Regions from separate parts of the Rattus norvegicus genome. Here region 1 is linked to region 2. A link is a contact called in public Hi-C data. All regions are on one chromosome and are shown on one strand. The core of a region is the stretch at or near the end of the contact, and the rest is flanking DNA. Distances in the headings are between cores, read along the strand shown. Region 1 overlaps Me3 (malic enzyme 3). Region 2 overlaps Me3 (malic enzyme 3).

The links. Hi-C and Micro-C count contacts between places; a contact is called where the count stands out from the background.
Region 1: a Hi-C map of psoas muscle shows a contact between it and region 2, with 2.4 times the contacts expected there. The contact joins two enhancer-like sites. A contact is called at or near these places in 4 of 12 Hi-C or Micro-C datasets (kidney, liver and psoas muscle).

Annotation. Positions count from the first base shown.
Region 1 is chr1:153,121,102-153,127,828 of GRCr8, reverse strand. All of the region lies in intron 8 of Me3 (malic enzyme 3), which reads right to left. Among named protein-coding and RNA genes, the nearest start is that of Ccdc81, 79 kb to the left of the region's middle. Within about 2 kb of position 2,813, at least 30 of the 93 cell types and tissues checked have an H3K27ac peak or open chromatin away from gene starts, as enhancers often do.
Region 2 is chr1:152,999,510-153,006,251 of GRCr8, reverse strand. The region is part of intron 2 of Me3 (malic enzyme 3); the gene reads right to left. Among named protein-coding and RNA genes, the nearest start is that of Me3, 56 kb to the right of the region's middle. Within about 2 kb of position 2,306, at least 6 of the 93 cell types and tissues checked have an H3K27ac peak or open chromatin away from gene starts, as enhancers often do.

The sequences.
Region 1 (6,727 bases), core at 1,564-4,063, 120 kb before region 2:
CCCACCAGTGCGTAAACACACTGTAAAACTTCTACTAAGAAAAAAAGAGCCTCGCTCTTGCAGTCCCAAGCCTGGTCTGTACTGCCTTTTATAGTCAAGCTCCTCAAGGGGCTGCATGTGATCACAGCCTCCATTTATTTTCTTCTCAGTGGACATAAGTGGTCAGCTCACCTCTTGTCGAAGTCACTGAGCATCTCCCCTTGTCAAGTTCACTGGTCAGTTCTCAGCTTCCTGTCCTTTAACCTCTCTGCAGTATTTGGCACTGCTACACATCACTCCTTGGGGGAACTCCTGAATTTTCCTTCAGGATATATACATCCAGTGCTGTCTCTTCAGCTGCTTTTCTTCATGGTCACCTTTCTGGATCCTACTCTTAAGGATTCACTGTGGGGTGGGGATAGGGAGGCACGGCAAACTCTCTTAATTCTACATCAGAACCCAAGAGAGAAAGCAGTAGTTCTTAGATTCCAAATTATAAAACAGGAACTTGGCAAATCAAGTTACTGTCTCCACCATTAACTTCCATTGTTGGGTGGGGTGGTGGTAGGTTAATTCTTGGACTGTGTGCCTGGAATTTTAAAACTGGAGAGGAGGAAAATTGCTTAGATGTTTGGAGGTAACCACCCTGAGAAGTCTGAGAGCCTAGGACTGTGGGAGAACATGGCTTGTGCCCACAAACGATGCGAACCGGTTGTTCCCATTCGTGATGAAAGATAAACAAACGTTCTTATTCAGTGGGAATGTTCCATGATTATACTTCCTGCAAACAGAATACTTGAGACAGCACATTTAGGAAACAGCACAAAAGGACAAGCTGAAAATTTTCCTTTTAATAGTCACATCTGACCAAGTCAAAGCAGTTGATCTGCTAAACAGATTTTAGGAGGAATTGGTGACAGTGTCAATAATTGGTAGAGAGTCAGGAAGAGGTGGGCTGGGTCAAGGTCTGGCTCAGGTGTCTGGGGAGCCCTGGGTCTCTGAGAATTAAGTGGCTTCTATGTCATGATCCACAGCAATCCCTTCCCAGAGCAGCCACCCACTGCCTTCGTGTATTCATTTGCATGCATTGAGGACTGAAGTGGGGCCATCAAAGGCACTGAATGCAGAAAGAGCCACAGACTAGGATTGCTCTCTAGGAGCTGCCAGCATCACTTCAGAAGAGTCAGATCCCTCTTTCCTGACACCCTGTAAGGTCTCTGAGACCACTTCAGCAGTGCTCTGTGTCATAAAGGAACATTTCTAGAGTCTCAGGGTACTCTAGAGCACAGCTTATGAAACCAGGAATTATAACCCCATGTAGAGTCATGTAATCGAAGTAGAGGTTGAGAAAAACATAGCAACTATCAAAAAAGCTTCTGAATGTGCAATAATCAAAAATTAGTCAAAGCCAGCAGGGCCACACAATTTGGAGCAAACAGCAGTCTCAAACCTGAGCCCGGGAAGCTCAGGCAGTCATAGATGGTGTTGCATGCTAGAATGGCACATAGAGTGCGAAGTTAACATGTTGCATGTTCAGAACCAAGGCTGCACAGTAACCCTACAATGCAAGACAGGCTGGCACTGCCAGATCACTTCAGAAAAGTGTAGAAAAGCATGGCGCCCAGGTCTCCCTCTTCATCAGGCTTTAGTAGCATTGTGCTCACACCTTCTCTTCATTTTCCTGAACACTCTACTTGGGTCTCAATACCCCTTCCTCCTCTCCATACTTGTGCACTCAGAATATTAGTATTAGGGGCTGGAGAGATGGCTCAGTGGTTAAGAGCACTGACTGCTCTTCCAGAGGTCCCGAGTTCAATTCCCAGCAACTGCATGGTGGCTCACAACCATCTGTAATAGAGATCGAATGCCTCTTCTGGTGTGTCTGAAGACAGCAACAGTGTACTCACATACATAAAATAAATAAATAAACCTTTTAAAGAATATTAGTACTGGGACCATGGACTAGAACTGCTGAGTGGCTATTCCTGTACACCTTACCCCACACCTACCCCAGAATTAGCACAACATGGGTAATTCTGAAGATAGCAGTGAAATGGCTTAGATTTCAACTATAGTAGTAAGTGCTAGCTTGAGAGGAACATACAGGCTGATCTGATACTTGCTGATCTTTAGTCATGGCTGCTAAATCGTTTCAGAGGAAGGGTAAAGAGTGCTTTTAGAACATATACCACTGGCTAGAATCACAGAGCAGAAAAGTGAGGATTCAGAGACAGACGCATCTCAGTCCGATGTCTGTTAACTATTCTGGCTTATACACTGAAACTTGAAAGCACCAAAGGGTACCAGGCTTAGAGGCATGCAGTTCTGTGGTCCCAAACAGTAGAAAGGCAGGGAGAGCAGAAAGATCACCTCAAGCTCAAGATAGACTGAGCTACACAGTGACACCCTATCTTGAAAACAAACAAAAAAGCCAAACAAATTGTGAAGAGGTGACCTGGCACACAAGCATTCTTCCAGGTCATGGGTCCTCGAAGACTTCAAAGGGCTAGAGGGTAAGGCCGGTCTGTGTCCTAGAGTTGATGTTTGTTGTTCCTCAGTCACACTATATGATTAGCTTACAGTGGAGGACAGTGCCCAAGGTCACTCAGTCAGCAGCATTCTGTACCTGACTTCTTTCGTGCAAGCTGTCCTTCCCAAGGTCAAAATTAGTCTGTCTGCAGCATGACCGTCCTCACTGCCTTTCCCCTTTCCTGTCTTTCTCTTCTCCCCCAGCAGCAGGGATGTTCCCAGCTGAAACAACAAAAGTCACCTGAGCCTCTGCTATTCCAAAATTCCTGAAGAGGCCACCAGTGGTGACTCAGAGTTGGCAGCCCTGTTCACCAAGAACCAGCCAGCCTGGCCTGGGCTGAGGGTTCTTGTGAGCCAGAGCTGGGGTGAGGACAAAGGAGACAAACAAAAGGAAGTCTTTTTTGTGCTGTGGCTCCAGACTTCAAGCCCATGGGTCCCATGGGGTCTGTGATTCAGACGATACAAACAAGGTGCTTGGCGTTCATGCACAGTAGAGCGCATTGGAAGCTCAGCCTGGGGGGCTCTTGAGGACTTGGGTTCTATCTTTTTCTGTTCCACTGACATAAAAGGCAGGACTTATGCTGAAAGCAGGCAGAATGGTTCTAGCTTAATTTCCATGGGGGCCACTTTGTTCCAGTCCTTTCAGTATATGGGTCACAGGCAGATTGAGACTATTCCCATGTTTTGCAGGGATGGATGATGCCTGTCTAAGCTTGTGGTTGTGTGGACAGAGGCAAAGAAGGCTACTGAGGCTCAGTATAGATCTCAAATCCTCAACTAACCCCACCAGGAGCTCAGTCCAGGACAGGAGTAGAATGAATGGACACATCCCTACCCTGAGAGGGTAGCCTTCAGCAGGACAGGACTGAGTTAGGGATTTTCTGCAGCTGAGGCTCTGTTTGCATCAGTGAAGGCAACATGTCTTCCCTTGAAGGAAGATGTGGGTAGATCTCCATGACAACCTCCTCACATTTTGATTAGTTATATCACCTACATACTGGGCTGTGATTCACTCAAGGCTGAGATGATCTTAGAGAGATTCCATCATTCTTTTTCTGACTACCAGTCTTCTCAGGAGTTCTAAATTCGTGATGTAGTCTTAATTTCTGAGAAAAAAATTAGGAAATTTCTATCTCATTTATGCATGTGTGTGTGTGTGTGTGTGTGTGTGTGTGTGTGTGTATGTGTGTGTGTGTGTGTACCAGAACAATGAATTTAAACAAATGAATTGATTTAATTAAAAACTTGTTCATTCCTATGCAATTATGCATATGTGTATAGGTGTCCAACATCTTAGTATGAGCACATGTGTGGTGAATTTGCATGATGATCAGAAAAGAGAGGCTGCAAGGCAGGGACCAGCATGGACTTTCTCCAGGGATAGGTAGGATGGCGAGCATGTTTGCACATGCAAACATGCATCTACTCTTACTACAATATGCCCATCATTGTGTTGAGAACTGGGGATCAAAAACAAGTAAGCCATGATTCCTGACTCCAAAAGCTGATCTTTTAGTGAGAGGCAGAGACTGGAACAGAAGTATCTAGAGTTCACTGGCTTGGATATGATGCACTTTAAAAAAGCTCACATGTTGAAATATTGGCCCTTGTTGGTAGATCCAATCATTGAGAGGTGATTGGATCCAGAGAGTCTTGATTCATCAACGAGCTTATTGATGGACTCAGAATTTTAGGGTGATGCTAGAAATGGTGAAAATTAGGAAGTAGGGCTTGATTGGAGAAAATGGTCGCCAGGGGAGTACATTTCCGGGATGTATCTGGTCCTGAGACCCTTTTGCTCTTTTCTCATTATTTCCTGTTGCCATTGGGCAACTAGCTCTGCCCCACCTTCTGCCATGATGCTCAGACTAACCAGAGGTGAGGAACAATGATTGATCATGGACTGAAACCTCTCAAGCAGTAAGCACAATAAATCTTGACTTCCTTAAGTTGTGTTCTCAGTTATTATAGTTATGTAGAACCAATTGATGTGAGGTGAACTCATAACCACCATACCACAGGAACTGGGTTAGAAAGGACCAATGTAAGAACAGACTGAGGAAAGCTCCTGCATAGGTACCCAAATCAGACCAAATCAGATCAATGGGCAGGCCACCCATTCAACTGAACCTTGAAGGATAAAGGAATTCCTCATGTCAAGGTGATAGGAAATAGTGGGACATAGTGACACTCAGCTGTACTTCCAGCACTTGAGAAGTAGAAGCAAGAGGAGTAGGAGTTTGAGAGCAGTCTTGGCTACAAGAGACTGTTTAAAAATCCAATCAACCAAACTGAAGGGATGAGTAGAAAACAGGGAAGAAGAGGTCCTTGCTCCCCAACCCATGTGTTTCAGCAAATGAGTGCAAAGTTTCTCACAAAGGGATGGCTAGCACAATGAGTCAGTTTTCCACCTTGGGGGAGCATTATGGCACCAGTCTGTGGGAGATAGAGGTAGGTGGGCAGCAGGGGTCTGTCTGCTGTGTTCCTCTGTGTTTATGAACAATGCACACACATGAGTCTGTCTGCCTGTACATCTGGAGTCTGTGCACCTGGTGTGCTGCCCATATGGACTTGTTTTCCACTTGGCAGCCCAGGGGACTCAGAAGACAGCTGTCCTGTTGCTGACTCATGTATGTGTAACATGACTAGTCAGCAGGTGCTTCCTCTAAGGCCACAGGCACAGGTTGCCTGCGAGTGGCAGGCACTGAGAGAATGCTCTTCCTCCTCCAGCCAGTCGTTTTGGACTGTATTGCTGCAGCTGCAGGGTACCTGGCTTGTTGGGATGAGGCTGGCATTGCCCACCAATGCCTCTTGCAGGTGCAGGCCTCAGGGAGGTTGGGGGTGGGGTGGGTGGAGAGACAGTAAGAGAAGCTGAGCTTTCTCTTCAGCATCTCTACTTCTCTGGGTATCCACTTTCTAGATCCTGAAATCCTATGTTTTAATTCAATTCTCTAGCAGTAGGCTATAACTATGTTATATCATCCCTTGAAAACTCACAATATATTCCCTCTAAAATAATTTACCATATTTCTGCTACCCTTTAGCATGGACCACAAAGAAAAGAGGGATGTGGCTTTGTAATTTTATATCTGGAGCAGTATGGCAAGTGGTTATGAATGTGGAATTTAGAATCCAGACACCTGAGATAAATTTTCAATTGGACACTTTCTGGCTCAGTAAGTTACTTATTTTCCTTGTGCCTCAGTTTCTTCATTTATAAGACACAGATACTAAGATCTCATAGATTAAATATGTATAGTTCTCAGGAACAGTGCCTAGTATGTCACAAACATTCAGCGATAAACCTGAAAGTGAGTTTATATTCTCTCTAGTCTACCCCTAACTGACTCCATGAAGATTTGGCCATCATTTTGGGTGTGAGCAGTGGTCTGTAGAATGTAGTTGACTTTTATTCAAGATCGAGACCATTCCACACCAACTCATCCTTTTCGTCTGACGTGGACCTTTGCTTCAGTGGACTTGGCTCACCAAACTTCACTTGCTAAGTAGCAAGATATGCGGATCCATCAAGGTTTCTCTTGGGCCTAACAGACCTCCAGGAACAATTGCCAGCACCTCTCACTGAGAACTCCCGGGTCAGATAGGAGCACTGCTGAGAAGCCTCTGCTCTACTCCAGCTTCAGATATGGGCACCTCCAAAGCAACATGTGACTTCCTTTGGTGTTTTAAAGCTCTAGGACAGTTGAGCAAGTGACAAGGAGGAAAACAATGTTCTACATGGACTTTTGAAATGCTCCGAGTCTCTGGTTATCAGCACACAGTGGCTAAGCTTAGGTAAGGGCTCAGGGATGCACCTTGTGTTTGGAAAGTTGAAGAGCAAGATATTATGGCTATGGAAAGCCACTTTGATGACCATTGATGTTTTGATCTGATAAGTCACAATGTAATATTTTCTGTGTAGATTCTCTCTCTCTCTCTCTCTCCCTCCCTCCCTCCCTCCCTCTCTCTCTCTCCCTCCCCCCCCCTCTCTCTCTCTCTCTCTCTCTCTCTCTCTGGTATAAGCACATGGTGCCAGTATGCTTACAAATGAGAGGAGGACACTGGATCTCTGTATCTTATTTCATTGAGATGGGGCCTCTTACTGAAACTAGAGCTAGTTTGGAGGCCAGAAGACCCGAGTGATCCTCTCGTATCAGCCCCATTGGGGTTGGTTACAGGCATGTGCATAGGTTTGTGTGGAATTCAATGCAAGTCTTCA
Region 2 (6,742 bases), core at 1,057-3,556:
TAATGTAAAGTGAACCACCTTAAAGTTAATGGCTTGGTAACATACAGTGCACTTACAACTGTGCAATCATTACCTCCATCAGATTCCAAAATACTTTATCCAAAAAGAAACACTTTACCCATAAGACAATCACTTCTTATTCCTCCTATTTCCTTAACCCCAAGCAAACTCCAACTCTGAATGATCACTAATTATTTTTTGTGTCTATGGATTTTGAATATTTCACTGGAATGAACTGTTACAATATACAGCCTTTTGCCTAGCTTCTTTCATTCAACATGATGTGTTTAGGTTTGTTCATGTTTTAGCATGTGTCAGCATGCCATTTCTTATTATGGTATATTAATATTCTATTGTATAGGTACAATGTAAATTGTTTATTCTTTCATTTATTGATGGATATTTAGCCTGTTTATCCACCTATTTGTTGATGGATAGGAACTGATATGCGAGCCTGAATTCCATTGTGCATCATCTGCTATCTACAAGGGTATATGCATATGAAGGTCTACCATAAACACGAGGCTAAACACGCTTCTGAGTCATATGTTTTTTGTGCTATGAGTTCATGTCCATGGATTGGTATTGGAAAATCTTTTAGGACAAGGAAAAGGAATTGCTTTGGTTTTCAAAGATTATTGCTGGGGTCTCACTTTATCACCAATAGCCGTGTAACTATAGCCAACTTCTCTGGGACTCAGACACTACGTATATTAATTCTAGAGTATTAATATACTGAAGACTTAATACATTCTAGAGAATTAACACATTGAATAGAAGATCCCTGTTAAAGTAGGGTCAGCTTTGCCAGCAATAGCTCGGTATAAAAGAATGAGGGCATTTCTGAGTTCTTTCTAGCCCTGATAACTGGCAGTCTGTATTTTCATGTTATATTACATTTCTTGTTTTGTTACAACGAAGTCAGTTTTCCTTCAAAGAAGGATTGCTTTTCACTGATGCTTTCTATTTTCAGCTCTGTTTAGCTATATTATTTTAAATACTTGTAACAAACTTTTAAGTTAGATTTATTTAACAGTATACCTATTTTACAGATCGAATGGATAAGAAAAGGGAGGAGGAAAAGCTAGGGTTCAAACCCAGACAGCAGGAATCCAAAGACCACATAAATGTCTTCAAGTTTCTGATGTTAGTTCTCTCTCAGTGATCTTCTGTTCACAGATTTTTACCTTTTCTACCACCACCAGCCCCATGGCTCTCCCACAGCTGCTTAAATGATTGATGGTCTTTCAGTCCTACTTAATCATTATCATCCTTCTCCTCCTCTTCCTCCTTGTCCTTACCCTTGTCCTCCTCTTCCTCTCTGTACATGTGTATGTGCTTGCAGGCACCTGGTGTGTGTATGTGCATGCATGTGGAGGCCAGAGATTGACATCTGGTATCTTCCTTGATTACTCTCTTCCTTATGTTTGATAGGGTCCCTTGCTGAACTCAGGGTTCACATTTTTGGTGAGTCTGGCCAGCTAGATTGCCTTGAGGACCCTGTCTTGTAATGCATGCTGAGATTACAGGCAGCCTTTTATGTGGGTTCTGGGGTCCCAGCTCTGATCCTCATGCTTGTACATCAAGCATTTTATCGACTGATCCTACCTCCTTCCGTCCCATCCCCTGCCCCAGTTCTGTGTTATTTCTAAGAGCATTTGAAGCCCATTCTCCAATAGCAACCCCCAGGAGCTTATGCTGCAGAGGGAAGACTCTGCTTTTCCACACTCCTAGTGCTGTCTGAACCAATGAGAAATAACAACATTGTCAGGTGGCCCGTACACAGCAATGATCGGTTCATTAACCCATCGCTCCCTAATGCCTTGGGGCCATGACAGCAGCCATAGGTTAGAATAGGATTACTTTCACAGGCATGGAGCCTGAGGGGTGGGTCAGTTGCTCCTAGTTGCATTTCCGGGTCCAAGTACACCATTTACCCCCTTTGACATGCTGTGTGCCTTAGAGTAAGGGGACTATCTTAAGATCTGGTTTAGAAGACTCTTGTTGAAGTGGGGTCAACTTTGCCAGCAATAACTCGCTACAAAAGAATGAGGGCATCTTTGGCCACTTACAGCCAAACATACAAGTGCCATCCTAAAGAATAGCCAGTAGCCTGTCCCTAGAAGCTGTCTCGGGGTGCTTAGGAGGTTGTCACATTCCTCTCTACAAAGGCGGCTCGTTATGCTCCAGGAGTCTGATAACAAACATCCCTGACAACTCAGTGACTAATGGTCCCCAGATGCTGCTCAGTGTTTAGTCCTCCTTCAGATCTAATGGCAAACCCTTCATTGCACACTAGGAAGTGACCTTAATCCACAGTGCTGATGACTCTCCCAGCATCTCAAGAGTAGAGGAATTCCAGTATGGTGACATGGTGCCTTTGCTTGGCGTTCACTTGACTTAGAGGCCGTTTGCCTGGGAAAATCTTGCTTTAAATTAACTGATGTTTACCTTCCTGCCTTGATCAGCCATACTGCTTTTTAGTTCATATGTCTCCATCAAAAGTATGTATATATAAGTAGGTAAGTTGCTGTTTGTGGTATATAAACTCGACAGTCAACACCAAGCTGGGTTTTGACTAAAAGTCACCCTGGCACTAATGACAATAAAAGGAGATAGAGTTTGGTTTTTCATAGGTCAAAGGCTTGAGATTTAGTTTGGCCCCTTACGGGCTTTACTATGGCTACTGCTGTTGGCTCCACCATCATCAGCCTGGACTGCAGTCCAGACTTCTTTCCATAGCTGGGTTTGGGACTCTGCACAACATTTCATTTTGAAGTGACTTGCTGAGTAAATTCTATCAGCTTCACACATTCATAGCCATGAAGACATTAGCAATCCAGCTCCCCCAAAGGATGATCTCAATTGCAAATGTGATTGTGCTTCTTTTCACTTAGGATCATGTGGCCACAAATTACTTCGCAGGCTTACTGGCAGACCTGATAGTTGCCTGGCATTTCACAGGGATCTGAATTGGCTGGCCTCCAATTCAACTGGTTCAGAGCCATGCCATTCTCAGCATTAAATAGTTTGCAAATCACTCTTCTTTATTACCCTCTACTCCTACCATTACTTGAATGGCTCCAAGGGAAGTTATTCCGGGACACACATGGTGCCTTCTATGACCTGAGCTCCTCTATGTTCTCATACCTTTGCTGCCCCCTGCCCAGTGCTTACTCTTCTTGTCACTCAACACACTCTGTGCAGCCTTTCCTGACTTCATCTTCTTTCCCTCCCCCACCATGCACACCATTAATCATTTCCTTCTGATCTCACAGGATGGTCTACAGACCAGTGAGTTGAGACATAGTTCTTTTGTTTTTCTAGAGGGGAAAAATGTACCCACAAAGAGCCAAATCAATATCTTTAGAAAAAACTGAACCAGGAAATAAGAGCTTAGGAGAGATTTGCAGATCGTTAGAGGTGGAGCGTTCTCTCCACTCCCTTCTATGATGTTCTTGATAGAAGGTTTTCTAGCTTCCAGTAGACTGTGTCCAGAGATACAAAATTAGTGTTTTTAAAAATCTGTTCTTTCACGATTTCATGCATGTAAATAATATATTTTGCTAATATCCACCCCATTACCTCTTCTAATCTTCATACTTCTGCTGAACCCCTTATTTCCAATAAGTTCCCCTGCACTTCTATGTCTTTTCTGGGCCATGTACAGAGCTTGGTTAAGGTTGCTTACAGGAGCATGGGTATGGGATTACGTACTGGACCATAGGCCATGTCCCAGTGGCCACACTTTGAAGTCAGTGATTTTTTTTTTCTTTTTTCTTTTTTTCGGAGCTGGGGACCGAACCCAGGGCCTTGCGCTCGCTAGGCAAGCGCTCTACCGCTGAGCTAAATCCCCAACCCAGTGATTTTTAACAAATAATTTTTTTTCATTATTGAGACAAAGTTGATCTTGTAGTAAACTCAGTGTGTTCCTGGTCTGACTTTGAGAACAGCTCCAGGCCAAGTCTCTACTCTACTTGATAACCTGGTAGCAATGCTCTCATCTGCTGTGTCCTTCAGAAAGGGAATGAAGCTCTAGAGTCATTCTCTAGAGAGCTAGGAAAGAGAATTGTGGGGGAGGGGCATTATACGCTAGTGTGGAAATGGCTTTGTAAGACCATAACTCCTGTGCTAGCAAGCCTCATGTGCCTATTGGTTGTTTCCCAACTACTTGGCAGTAGGCAGTAATTTAGAGTACAGAAACATATTCTGACATAACTGAGTCCAGTAGAAGCATAAGTAGTATACTCCTTAAATATGTTTATGGTATAGAATGTAAGAAGCAAAGAACACAGAAGGTGTTTATTAAATATTAATTTCCAAATGAGCCTAACTTTGGAGTTCAGCTGCAGCAGAGGCTAAGAGACAAGGCCTTTATCTCTGCATCTTATGTACCACTTGCTTAATTTAGGAAAAAATCCTCAGGAGGGGCCACTATGGTGGCTGAAGACCACTCTACAGTGAAAACCAGTTCTAGCAAAATTAAATTTTCATGGGATTTGAACAGTCTGGGCTGTGTATGAATGGAGTTTGGGAAAGAACCTGGGGGTTTGTCTGAGGATTTCTCAATGATGTCAACATCTTTTCTTGGAAGTCAGAGCAATGGACTCAAGCACACTGTAGGCTCCCTCTAGAGGTGGGAGTGTGCATCTGCCTACAGAGCTCTGGGGTTGGATCCTGCAGCTCTCAAGTGAAGAGCAGAGTCAAAATGAATGGGAAGGGGCTATAGCTAGGGAAGAAGGGAGTTGGGGATGGGCATCCTCAAGGAACATTGTATACTTGTGGAAATGGCCTTGTAACACTGCATTGTTATAGTAACAGTAATAATACTAGCAATAAAACAAACACTGGGAGTTATCCATTACAGCAAAATTTATTGGGTAAAAAAAATTAAACTGCATTATATACACATATGAAATTCTCAAATAATGAATAGAAAGAGTGATAATGTACTAAAAAAGGACTTCAAAAATTTAAACAATGTAAAAGTTTTCTTATTTTCTACACATCAAGGCTAAGATCAAACACACTGTGAGTACACTTCTCCTGGAGAAGGCTACGGCCTGTAATATGAGATTGTAGAATTAGATAAATTGATTATAACTGATGGTCTGTGACCTGGTGGAAGGAAGAGAGTAAAAATTCCATACTGACTCCTTTTGGTGTGTTGATTCCTGGAAGGGCACAGACCTTGGCTTGATGGTGACCTCATTTACACTGTCATCATTGGAACACCCATAATTGATCATGAGTTGCCTGTCTGGAACTAAGTAAACACTTGTGTTTCCTCATAAAACTTCTCTTAGGTAGATACTAAAACAACACTAATTTACAGACCAGAAAGCAGAAATTCATCAACATTAAATCCTTTGTACAAGATCACACATTTAGCATGGAGTGATTTAGGAATCAGCATTTCGATCTAAGCCCTTAAGTTCAATAAAACAATGCTTTCTCTTTAGATAAAATTAGACTCAGTGAGATTAGCAGTGAGCCCCAAAAGCAAGAAGGGCCATTAACATTTGTTAGAATGAAAGTATATAGGCAATGCTTAATCCAACATGAAAACTCAATTAAAGTTGTCCCCTAACCCCATAAAGGACCACAGTTGTGATTATGTAACCTGTGTCTTGTAGATAGCTCTGTAACTTAATATTTGTCTTTTGTCGCCTTGACCCTCATGGTGTCTATACAAGGGCTGAATGAACATGTGTTAAACTAATTACTGAATGCTTGAATTTTACTAGGCTTTTCTCTAAGAAGCTTACATTATCTAGGAATGATAAAAATCCATACACACAAATGTACATATCCACTAATATAATAAAATTGAGCTAACATACATTGAAGAATATACATTGTCCATTACTCATTATTATAAACCAGAAAGATTTGTCCATGCACAAGCAAGTAGCTGAGAAAATATTGATTACAAAATAGTTTGCAATAGCAAACACTAGGAATAACAAAATATTCATTTGTGCAATCAGTGAAGTACATTTGAGTTCAGTAGTACTAGACTAAAATAAAATGAATAAAACTAAATGATAACATGGATGAGTCTCAAAACACAATAAGCAAAAATAATGGTAGTTCTAGTTCACACATGTTATGCTAAACAGTATTGTATTGCTTACATGTATTAATTAATTTTGTCCTTGTAATAATCCTTTCAGCCCACATTGAAATGAGGATGTGAGGATGTTGAAGAAAAATAGTTATGTTTAGCATGATTCAAAACATTTAAACATGACCATAGGGATGTAAGATTATCCACATACGTAGTGAAAGAATACAAACACATATGGAAACAAAAATCACAAAATGAGGGGTTCTCAATCAGAAATACGTGGGGAAGCAGATGCAATGATAACATCTTTTTTTTTTATTTTATTTTATTTTATTTTTTATTTTTTTTTATTATCTTGAGTATTTCTTATATACATTTCAAGTGTTATTCCCTTTCCCGGTTTCCGGACAGACATCACCCTCCCCCCTCCCCTTCCTTGTGGGTGTTCCCCTCCCAAACCTCCCCCCATTGCCACCCTCCCCGCATAGTCTAGTTCACTGAGGGTTCAGTCTTAGCAGGACCCAGGGCTTCCCCTTCTACTGGTGCTCTTACTAGGATATTCATTGCTACCTATGGGGACAGAGTCCAGGGTCAGTCCATGTATAGTCTTTAGGTAGTGGCTTAGTCCCTGGAAGCTCTGGTTGCTTGACATTGTTGTACTTTTGGGGTCTC